Linked DNA regions of Mus musculus: regions 1 and 3 are each linked to region 2. Evidence: chromatin contacts called from public HiChIP or PLAC-seq data. All regions are on one chromosome and are shown on one strand. The core of a region is the stretch at or near the end of the contact, and the rest is flanking DNA. Distances in the headings are between cores, read along the strand shown.

The links. HiChIP or PLAC-seq counts read pairs in DNA pulled down with a chosen protein or histone mark.
Region 1: a BATF HiChIP or PLAC-seq map of CD8 T cells shows a contact between it and region 2, with 20 read pairs. The contact joins two enhancer-like sites. A contact is called at or near these places in 2 of 39 promoter capture datasets (the C10 cell line and pre-B cells), 1 of 15 datasets of contacts at CTCF or cohesin (the NIH/3T3 cell line), 8 of 484 Hi-C or Micro-C datasets (the C2C12 cell line, CD8 T cells, the HL-1 cell line and 5 more) and 3 of 115 datasets of contacts at active chromatin or transcription factors (CD8 T cells, memory CD8 T cells and pancreatic cancer cells).
Region 3: a contact with region 2 is called in a FOXA1 HiChIP or PLAC-seq map of pancreatic cancer cells. The contact joins two enhancer-like sites. A contact is called at or near these places in 1 of 15 datasets of contacts at CTCF or cohesin (the NIH/3T3 cell line), 11 of 484 Hi-C or Micro-C datasets (the 63-12 cell line, B cells, the C2C12 cell line and 7 more), 4 of 115 datasets of contacts at active chromatin or transcription factors (bone marrow-derived macrophages, pancreatic cancer cells and trophoblast stem cells) and 2 of 9 other capture datasets (bone marrow-derived macrophages and embryonic stem cells).

What each region holds. Positions count from the first base shown.
Region 1 is chr3:126,658,775-126,662,401 of GRCm38.p6, reverse strand. The region is part of intron 2 of Camk2d (calcium/calmodulin-dependent protein kinase II, delta); the gene reads right to left. Among named protein-coding and RNA genes, the nearest start is that of Gm15551, 8.4 kb to the left of the region's middle. Within about 2 kb of position 1,546, at least 158 of the 459 cell types and tissues checked have an H3K27ac peak or open chromatin away from gene starts, as enhancers often do. A contact at or near this core is called in the C2C12 cell line, CD8 T cells, the HL-1 cell line and 6 more, where this site is marked.
Region 2 is chr3:126,829,659-126,832,962 of GRCm38.p6, reverse strand. The region is part of intron 16 of Camk2d (calcium/calmodulin-dependent protein kinase II, delta); the gene reads right to left. Among named protein-coding and RNA genes, the nearest start is that of Gm15551, 160 kb to the right of the region's middle. Within about 2 kb of position 1,267, at least 145 of the 459 cell types and tissues checked have an H3K27ac peak or open chromatin away from gene starts, as enhancers often do. A contact at or near this core is called in the 63-12 cell line, the C2C12 cell line, CD8 T cells and 9 more, where this site is marked.
Region 3 is chr3:126,610,475-126,613,623 of GRCm38.p6, reverse strand. The region is part of intron 2 of Camk2d (calcium/calmodulin-dependent protein kinase II, delta); the gene reads right to left. Among named protein-coding and RNA genes, the nearest start is that of Camk2d, 15 kb to the right of the region's middle. Within about 2 kb of position 1,768, at least 122 of the 459 cell types and tissues checked have an H3K27ac peak or open chromatin away from gene starts, as enhancers often do. A contact at or near this core is called in the 63-12 cell line, the N1E-115 cell line, the NIH/3T3 cell line and 3 more, where this site is marked.

The DNA.
Region 1 (3,627 bases), core at 297-2,796, 170 kb after region 2:
AAAACAAAACAAAGCAAATCAAAGCATGGGTTACAGGACCACATGAATTAGGTCAGCCCTTTCTTTTCCTTGTTTACACTATAAAAGAAGATGTTTTACAGGATGCTATGGGTTGGACGTGGTTCATATCCCCAAAGGTTCCTATGCTTGGACTACAACAGCAACACTGAACAGTACTAGAACCTCTTAAAAGATGAGACCCAGTGGGAGGTGTTCAGTCACCAGAGACACCACATCTCATGAGAGTGATTGAAACCTCAGAGGAATAAATGGGTTACCACAAGACCAAAAGCATGATGGGCTATCTCTATTGGTCTTCTTGCTTCCTCCTGTGTAAATGACTCTACCCATTGACGGTAAGCGGTACCATGTTCTCAGGCCCCTAGAGATCAAAACAGATATGGAACAGGAACTAAGTAGACCTCTTTACAGGGTGCAAGGCTTTGGTGTTTCACTAACAGAAAACTGACAACATAAAACAGAATACATGGGGTAAGAAGAAGAATTAAGTTATATGTTTCACACATGCACACACACACACACACACACACACGGAGGGCAAGCTAGAACTTTGTACCACAGAGAAACAAGCCAAAGGTTTCAGATGTTTGGGGTTATTAGGACAAACAATATTTTATATCAGTGTATTGACTTTTTAAACGAATTTTCAAATACTAGCAATGGTATACGAGCAAAACAGGTATTCAAAACTTTTTGAATTGATGTAGAAAGTCACTTCGGCTTCTTTTTTTTTTTTTTAGCTGCAAAATGTTAGTTACCATTTACCGTTCCTGCACATATTCTCAATCTGTAAGCCTTTCAGTTGGGTTCCCTGCTGCCTTTCTGTGCCCTGCAGACATACCCTTGTAGTCAGGAAAACCTCGGTGCCGTGCAGAACAGGCCAAGCTCGTCAGTTTTCCTGTTTCTCTGGTCCAACCCAACGTCCAGCTCTCTCAGACAACCTCTTTCTCTCAGGCTCTGCTTTGGAGAAACCAGGCAGAGACCTTTACTTTGGCCTTTTTAAATTTCATTTGAAAGTAGGAATTTGACCATCCCGCATCAGTTCAGTCTACATAGCATTCTTAACTATCACTGTGCATGAAGTTTTCATTCAAGTGTTCTGCAAACCGAGCTGAAGTGAGTCACCAGGGCTGCCGCATCAAAGAGGCCCTAAGAACACAGGGTAACAAACAGGTCTGGATCCCATGTTTTCCTCGTAGCTGCATGAGTCCAGTCATCAGCTAGTTCCCTTAAATACACATGAGTCAGATGCTCGACAGTGAAGGAGGTACAGGGAATTAGTCAGCGTTCCTCCAACATGAGAAAACTGCCTTCTTTCTGAATTCAAGGTAAGAAAGGTCAGAGAAAATATTCTAAGTGCAACCAATACATTTTTTTCCCCATTCAAGACATTTAATCCGTGATCTCAGCTCCAAGTAATAGGCTCTGTGAACTTATTTTTGCCACCCACCTCTTATCACACAGATGAGAGAAACTATTTCAAGTGGGTGTGATGGCTTCGTTTCAAGCATTTCAAAATCCTCCGCCACCTGCACAGGAAACTCTGACTGAAAACCAGACAGGTTCCTGCTGAGCAGCTAGGATGTGGCAGGTGAGGCCAGGGTTACATCTAGTTATCAGACTGAAATCAACAAGTGGGACAGGCTAGTCCTGGAGGGCACAGGACATGGTGGGCAGGACCCTGGCCATCTAAGACCCAGCCTAACTCACTGCTGACTGTGTTACATGCACTGGATAGGCCATGCTGAGGCAACAATGATACCAAGTAGACACCTATCCCAGAAAAGCCCAGTAGGCAAAGAGTGGAAGTCACCAAGAGCAAGCAACAGCACATGACGGAAGGAACACCCGACACAGGGATATGCTTACCACTGTGGGGACAAGACAGAAAAAACAAAAGCAAGGACGAGGTGAGGGAGTAGAGCATGGCCTTGTGAGTGTGTAGAGGTTTTTCCACTTTGAAGGGGACGAAGTGAGATTGTGACAAAGAGCAAGCACAGCATGACTCATAATCAGGAAGAAACCTACTCAGAGGGCTTGGAGAACAGTGAAGAGTACGAAATGTTTGTCTGTGGACCACAACCTCGAAGGTGAGCCAAAAAGAGTTGAGGTAACTCTGTGATAAACAGCCAGGACGTTCTATTGCAGAAAGGGGACACATGAAACTGCCAGTGGACATGAGATTGGAGGGCTGAGGCAGCTAGATTTTACACACAGTGTAAACTGTGGAACTGACCCAGCAGCTCCAAGCTCTGATGTCAGTGCTAAGTTGCTTGTGTTCCTGGGTCACCTCTAGCACTTAGGAGAGAGGTGGCTAGGGGAAGACTGACTTCTCGGGCTCAGTGAGAATATGATTAGCATCTACTTACAGGATTGGTAAATGATTTCCATGTTAAAAGCCTAGAAGATCAAAGACAGCAAAGGTCTCCCATGTGAGCTCTAGAGGCCTACCACACAAGCCCATAGACTTGAGTTAAAGCCATGCAAGTGGAGAGAACCAAAATGAGGTTGGGCTTAGACCCTGTGTCTGCACAAATCCTACCCCCTCACACACACACACACACACACACACACACACACACACACACACACACACATTAGTAGTAAAGAAATAAGTAAATAAAAAATGCAAAGGAAAAGCCCTGCTCTTATTTTATTTTAGAAAAAGAGTTGATTGTGGAGTACCAGCAGAGGAAAAAAAAAAGACTACAGGGAAAGACTCCAACTACGATGCTAATAAAAATTACAGATGAGAAAATTAAGTGGGACTTGAGGACATTTTGCTGTAAAGCTATCCATCTCATACAATGAGCACACATCATACTGTGTGTCAAACAAGCTACACAGAATCTAAAGCACGCATACATGTTACTATTGCTGCATTCCACCTTTGAGCATTTGTGAAGTCCTATGTGCAAGCAGCCAGGTCAGCTTACAAGTCAAACAGAAACCTACTTTCTAGACACGACCGAGGAAGTGCCACACATGTGTGTATGATTTGGAATGTCGGAAGTTATAAGGAAATGGTTTAAAATAATGATTTTTTTTCTTCTTTGTCTATCAGGAGACTCTCGGAATAAGGGACAGGACGGGGACAATGTGCCCACCTAGGGACACTGCGAGCCACAGAGGCGGTCAGGAGGGACAGGGGGCTTCTGCTTTTCTCCCTCTCCTTTCTGCTCACAAAGTCTCAATTACTGGAAAAACTTCAGAAATCTTTACCCAAAAGCCCACTTAAAAGCCTGAAATTCTACTTCTTAAAAATAAAATAACATTACTCTCCAGTCTAGAAATAACGCCCGAGGCCCAAAGTGCTACGCTGTCATTACGTCTAAAAATAACCTCAACCAGTCATTCTTGAGGTCAGCTTCGAGTGACAACGTGCCATGCAGCCACAGGAGCAGGGGCCCCACTGTGTCCCACTGTGGGCAGAGGACTCCCTAGGACAAGTCTGCTTTCCCCCACTTCAGACACCATCTGCCAAGGGCCGGCTGCCGATCGCCACACAGGCCTCTGGATAGTGGCTAAAATTCCTCAGTATTCCGCCAGGATCTCTTTAAGGGAGATTCTTACAAAATCAGCCCAACTTCTCTCCTAATACCCACC
Region 2 (3,304 bases), core at 18-2,517:
TTTTTCCCATTTAATTGATCCATATGAATAATGTAGCCATCCTCGGGACATACTGATGGAGTGGTAGCAGATGATAATTCCGTAGCAAGGATGCTGCCAATGGCACATTCAATTTAGTTAGGCAACAGGTGATTCATCTACCTGTTCTTGGCAGCGTGAAGCTTTGGTAAAGGTCCATGATAGCCAACCTGATTCTGGATCATGAAGGACAACTGTGAGAAGCTGCTCAGGAGCGAGAGTGTAGGAGATGTGGCTTCCAAGTGAGAGTGTAAAAGATGTGACTTCCAAGTGAGATTATAGGAGATATGACTTCCAAGTGAGAGTATAGGAGATATGACTTCCAAGTGAGAGTATGGGAGATGTGACTTCCAAGTGAGAGTGTAAAAGATGTGACTTCCAAGTGAGAGTGTGGGAGATGTGACTTCCAAGTGAGAGTATGGGCGATGTGACTTCCAAGTGAGAGTGTGGGAGATGTGGCTTCTAAGTGAGAGTGTAGGGGATGTGACTTCCAAGTGAGAGTGTGGGAGATGTGGCTTCTAAGTGAGAGTGTAGGGGATGTGACTTCCAAGTGAGAATGTAGGAAATGTGGCTTCCAAGTGAGAATGTAGGAAATGTGGCTTCCAAGTGAGAATGTAGGAAATGTGGCTTCCAAGTGAGAATGTAGGAGATGTGGCTTCCAAGGCTCCCTCTTCACATGAGACTGTCATTTAAAATTAACAACCTTTTCAGTAAGTTATAGGCTGGCTGGAAAACTATAATTTGAAACCAAAACCAATCTTTTAATACTAATAAGAAATAAGGAGGAAGAAGGAGGAAGATGAAGAGAGGAAGAGGAGGAGGAGGAGAAGGAAGAGAAGGAGGAGAAGGAGGAGAAGGAGGAGGAGATGAAAGCCAAGTGTTGGTTTTGCGACTTCAGTAGGCAGTTTACAGAGTGTGGACACTTCTGGAACAGTTCCCAAGGTCCAGAAAACCTACATCCTGTCCCACTCAGATGATGGAGTCAGGAGCAGCAGTAGAGAGTGGCCATCTTTCACTCAAAACCACGATTGCCCAACTCCTCCTTGCCCACCCCCATCCCCCACAGCTTTCTGATGTTTTGCTACAGTGGCCTTTTAAGTTTGTTTATGCATGCTCAGAGCCACACAGACCATCTTCTATTTTACTTCCCATGCTGTTCGAGCTGGCCAAGCAACACCCAGAGAGGCCTCAAGGAGGATGCTTCTGTGCTGTGTCACCCTGGAGGCAGTGTGAGTCTTGGCTTAGGAAGGGCCTGGAACTCAGGAATTTCTGAAGTGTTCATTTCCCCCAGGCAAAGGCGTGTGAGTGAGTGAGTCAGGGCTGGGCCTGGCACATGACAGCTGACTCTTGGAAGGAAAGCAGAGGGTGGAAATGAATCACTCATGTACAGTGCTCTGAGGTTAGGAGTCGGAGCTGTTGCCACAAGCTCAGCATCTGACTGACCTAGGGTGTGAGGGTGGGGTGACTGCCGCCTCACTCTCCCTCAGCAACAGAGAGCTGTGGAGACAGTCACTGGGCCACAGCCTTGGCTACTTGTTCTCTAGGAAGGAGGTCTGGTCTTTCTGCTCCCTTTTTCTTTAAGATAGTGATGGCTGTGTTTGAGGATTTCCAGCTTGGGAAAAGAGATGGGAGGAAGGCATATGGAAAAGATGACCCACATCCACAATGCACTTTGCATGCCCGCATGCAAACACATTGGTCCTATTTCTCTCCCCACACTCACAGATTCTTTGACATTTTTTTTCTTTTTTTAAATCAATCGAAAGATCAGAAAATGTTCAGCTCCTAGGCCAAAGAAAGTTGACACAAGGAGTAGCCTGGGCCATCTCAAAGCTACTTTCTTTTCTGGTGAGGATAAAGTGAATGCTGGAAAAACAATTGATTGGCAAGCATCAGGTTACTTCAGGGTTCTTTTCTCTGTGCAAGGATTACAGCAGAGCAAATTTCATTATTGTCTGATAAAGAGCCTACAACTTGAAGATACCCTAAAACACCAGAAGCAGAGGTCTGTGAAAAATCAGGCCAGGCCCCTGATCTGGCCCCTCAAAAACCAAACCAAAACACACACACACAAACAAACAAACAAAGAAACAAACAGAACAGCGCTGAATGCGAGGGTCCCCTCCCCCATTGGAACTATAGGGTAAGTCTATGGTCCTTACCGGTCCCCACCTTCTCTGTGCCCCTTAGCAATCAGACTAGGCCAGATTAAATTAGGTGTGGTGGAATTACCTCCCACCAGACTCCAGGAAGGCTCAGAGAAATAAAAAGCTCTCTTGTTTTCCCAGTTTTCTTAGGGTCGCTGAAGTATCCACACCTCTCTTTAGAAGCTCATTTGTGCATTACCTAGAGGTTGTCTCGCCCGCTCTTCCACTTTAAGCTTCTAACTGGGAGTTTTGAAAGGAAGGCCCTTTCTTCTCTAATGCTGCTCTTGTATGATGCACTGTGTCTCCAAACGCTCCCCTAATGATTCTGTCCCCATCCCCCAGAGGTTGAAAGACGGTCCCGTGCGAGAGACTCTGTTCTGCTTTTCAGCTTTGCCTGTTAGGGTCTAGTGTCGGAACACAGTCACCATCACAGGCACTCAGAGATCTGCAGCTCCTTCCTTCCCAACTCTACCTCAAAGCCCATTTTAAAAGCATCACTTGAATATTTCATCCACTTCAAATACAACTCCCTGCATTAAGCTTGTCAAGGTCCATGACTGCCGATGAGAAGAGACAGGTGAGATGACATCTGCACTTCTTACTGTGCACAGAAACTCGTAGATGAACACCCTCTAATCAGGTGATGTCCTGGACAGATTGTAAGGTCTCAAGAGAGAATACAAAGTGCACAGAGCTGCTAGGGAGGGAAATCCCAAGAGGGACCATGAAGGAGACAGAGAAGAGAAGCTTCAAGCAATGCTGTGACTCTCAGAGACAAAGCTTCTTACATGCCCAGAGGGACAAGCCTGCAGTGACTCACTTCCTGGTTTCTCAGGTCTTCCTTCCCTACACAATCTACTGGTTGGAGAGAGTGGCAGTGCCAGTTGTCATTGAGATACTGATCTGCTGCCTCTTCGGATCACTGACACTGAAGAAAGCAGAACTTACAGATTCAATTCTTTCCTGTTCAGTAGTTTGTCATATAGGGCCACCATATTCCTGTTACATACACCTAATTGCTTTTCAATGGATCTTTCTCTACGTGTATAAACAAGAATGAGGCCAAGAACCAGAGAAAATATTGTATCTTATCTACTCCATCAAATTCTGTTGCTTTCATCTGCATGATTTCCACACTG
Region 3 (3,149 bases), core at 519-3,018, 220 kb after region 2:
CTTTCAAAGCTACGTGTTATTTTTAAAGCTGACCCTGTGTGTGGTCACTGTTTTTCTAATGCCACTGTTTCTAAATTTCGGGTTGATTTCAATTATTTAAAAACATACTTTAAAACATTCTATCTATAATAGCGTTTTTTTAAAGATTACAAAAAATCAACAAATGTTAGTTTCCATTTTTAGAGTCATTATGATGTAAAACATAATGGTCTCAGTGTCCCGTGGCCATCCCTGATCCTGCTATGATGCTGATGCCATCTCTATTTGCCATTGAAGAATTACAGGCATTTAGGATTATCACAGTGGGGGAACTACGCAGACAGCAGACACTAGTTGTCTGCCAGTGTGAAGCATTACAAATGTTTTTCCTTCAAACAAAATTAAGTAAGATTAAGTCAAATTTCCCTCTCCTTTTTCCTGAGCATATAAGATATACATAGAGAGCAATAGGCAAAGTTAACACTAAGAAAATTATTTCCAAAACTTATTTCCAAAATTAGATGCAAGTGGGTCTTGATTCTACTTATGTTTGGAGGACAGGGTTGGGCATGGGCAATCAAATGCTACTTGCGGAAATAGAATTTCTCTAATCCTTCCAGGAGCTGTGTCAATTTTGACTCACTGTCCTTTAAGTTGACAGATGGCCTTCTGCTCTGTTCCCAAAGCTCTTTCCTCACACTGCATTGCCTCACCCTGACTTGATACAAGGGTTTAAGCCTAGTCTGACCTTCTTATGCCTTATTTGGCTAACAAGGGAGGCCTGCTTTTTATTCTGAAGGAAAAGAGAGAAGTGGAGCTGGGAGAGAAAAGGAGGAGGAAGAGGAAGAGGAAGAGGAGGAGGCTGGGAGAAGTTGGGGTTGGGTGAAGAAAAACTTCGGACAGATGTATTTATTGAAAACCAAAAACGAAAGGAAAAAAAAGTCAAATTACTATGAATTACATATTTGCATTGAATAAAACAGTGATCTTTCTTTCTCCTTTAAGTGCAACCATGAAAACCTTAATATGAATAAAAGTCAAAGCTCTTACATATTTTTTTTTTACGATTTTTAAAAACAGAGGAAAATTTACATGGCTAAGCCAACCTACAGAGATTAAATGTTTAAACTAAAGTTACCTAAGGGAATGAATGATTTTTTTCATTATTTAAGTGATTCAACACTGTGGAATAAACTGTGTAACTCTCAGTTTCTTAAAAAGAGAGAGAGAAGAAGGCAGCAGTTGAGTGCAGTATGCACAGATGTGACATTAAAGGCTCTGGGTCCCTAAACATGTATTAGCAAAACTACAGGAAAACAGACTCTGCAAAACATTTATTCCTCTACGTAACTGTACAGACCAGTGCTAGTCTTTTAGACACAAGAATCTGGTGTTGAGTGGCATCCTATTGGTTAGATGTCCTAGTCACTTTTGGCTTTAAGTAGACCCCTCCAATAATTTTCACAACAGTCACAACATACACTGCAATCTCCAGTAACACTCCATAACACTTGACTTTAAAAAAAATACTCTAATTATTTTTAACACTCCATAACACTTGACTTTAAAAAGAAATACTCTATTTTCAAGTCCTTTGTTTTTTACTTAGTGGCTCTTATGGGGTTTGTATTTTGCCCCAAGGCTACATAAAACAGAATGAGGGGTTGATAAGCAGTTTGCTGTGGCTCTCTTATCAGCTGTTTACCCCTAATGACTCAGGGCTATAAATCTCGGGATCAACCTTCCTTCCTTCCTTCCTTCCTTCGTTCCCACAGAGCCTGCCACTTCATGATTCACTCTCAGAGGGTGAAAAGAATTCCAACTCCCTTCATCGGGCTCTGCAGGCTTTCATGACCACCAAACCATTCACTGGCACTTTCTGATTTGATTGTTCCTCACGAGTAGTTTCTCGTAATGTCCTATCTGTTGGTGTCCTATCTGTCTATTCAACATTGCTTATTTTCAAAACCCAGTGCAAACACCGGCTCCTTGGAGACGTCTCCCTGACCTCTCCATAGAGCTCAGAACCCAGAGCTCAGTACCAGCAGCCCCAGTGCTAATTCAGTTTCCTCTGGGTCCGTTCACCTTGAGAGGAAAGACTTTGCCTCTCCCTCTTTAGTTATCTGTCAGAGGGAGGGGGCTTGGCAAGGACAGTTTTTCTTTTTTCATTAAGATGAAATTGAAAGTTAGAATGTAGTTCTTCAAAATTCAATTTAGGTATCATACTGTAATTAAATGTCCTCAGTGGAAATGGACAAAGCCTCCAGGAAGCAACGTGACAAAGAATTCTGAAAACACTTAACTCTGTGTCTCAGGACTTCTCCTCCTAGGTGAATCCTACCTAAGACCCAGAAGTCTGAAACACTTTACAAAGGTGTGCTTTCAGTTCTATCTATTATCTTCCGCAGTAAAGGGCACAAGTTAACAGAAAGATGCATGCAACCCTATAAAATAACCAGCTGGTGTTCACTTCCTCGGCGAAGCAGGGTGCAGTTCTTCAGAGTTCAAAGGAATTTCCACAACACAGGGATGTGTTGTAATTTTAAGTAAAACTGGAGACCAAAATGTCCAGTTTGAAAGAGAGAAAGAGGGAGTGGGCAGCCAAGGAAGTAGGTAGGTTAGGGGGAAAGGCAGGGGCCAGCTGGGAGGGCTCAGCAGATTAGGGAACTTTCACACAAGCCTGACAACCTGACCTTTATCCAGAATTGCTGCCAGCTGTCCTCTAACCTCCATATACAGGCAAAGTCATTTGCCCACACGTAACACAAAATAAATAAATGAAAATAAAATTTTATAATAAAAAATTACGAACTTTGAAAAGAAATAAAGAAATGAAAAAAAAAGGTTATCAGTGCTTGCTTGGAAAGACATAAATATGTCCCTTTTTAGTTTTTCTGTACTTTTCTAAAGTCTAGATTAGTATAAGTATTGTATGCTATAATTCATTTTACATGCATCTATAAAAATTAAAAATCTCTCCCTGAAGTACTGTCAAAGTTTATAATTACATTTCATAATTTGTAGTTTATAAATTGAAAGTGTATAAATACATTTTAAAGTGAGCATGATGATGATGATGTGAGTTTGGCAGTATTGAACCGGGGCTAAGAGGCACGAAAGTGCTACCACACCCCATTAACAACCGTTGTGTAACAGAACAAGGGGAGACT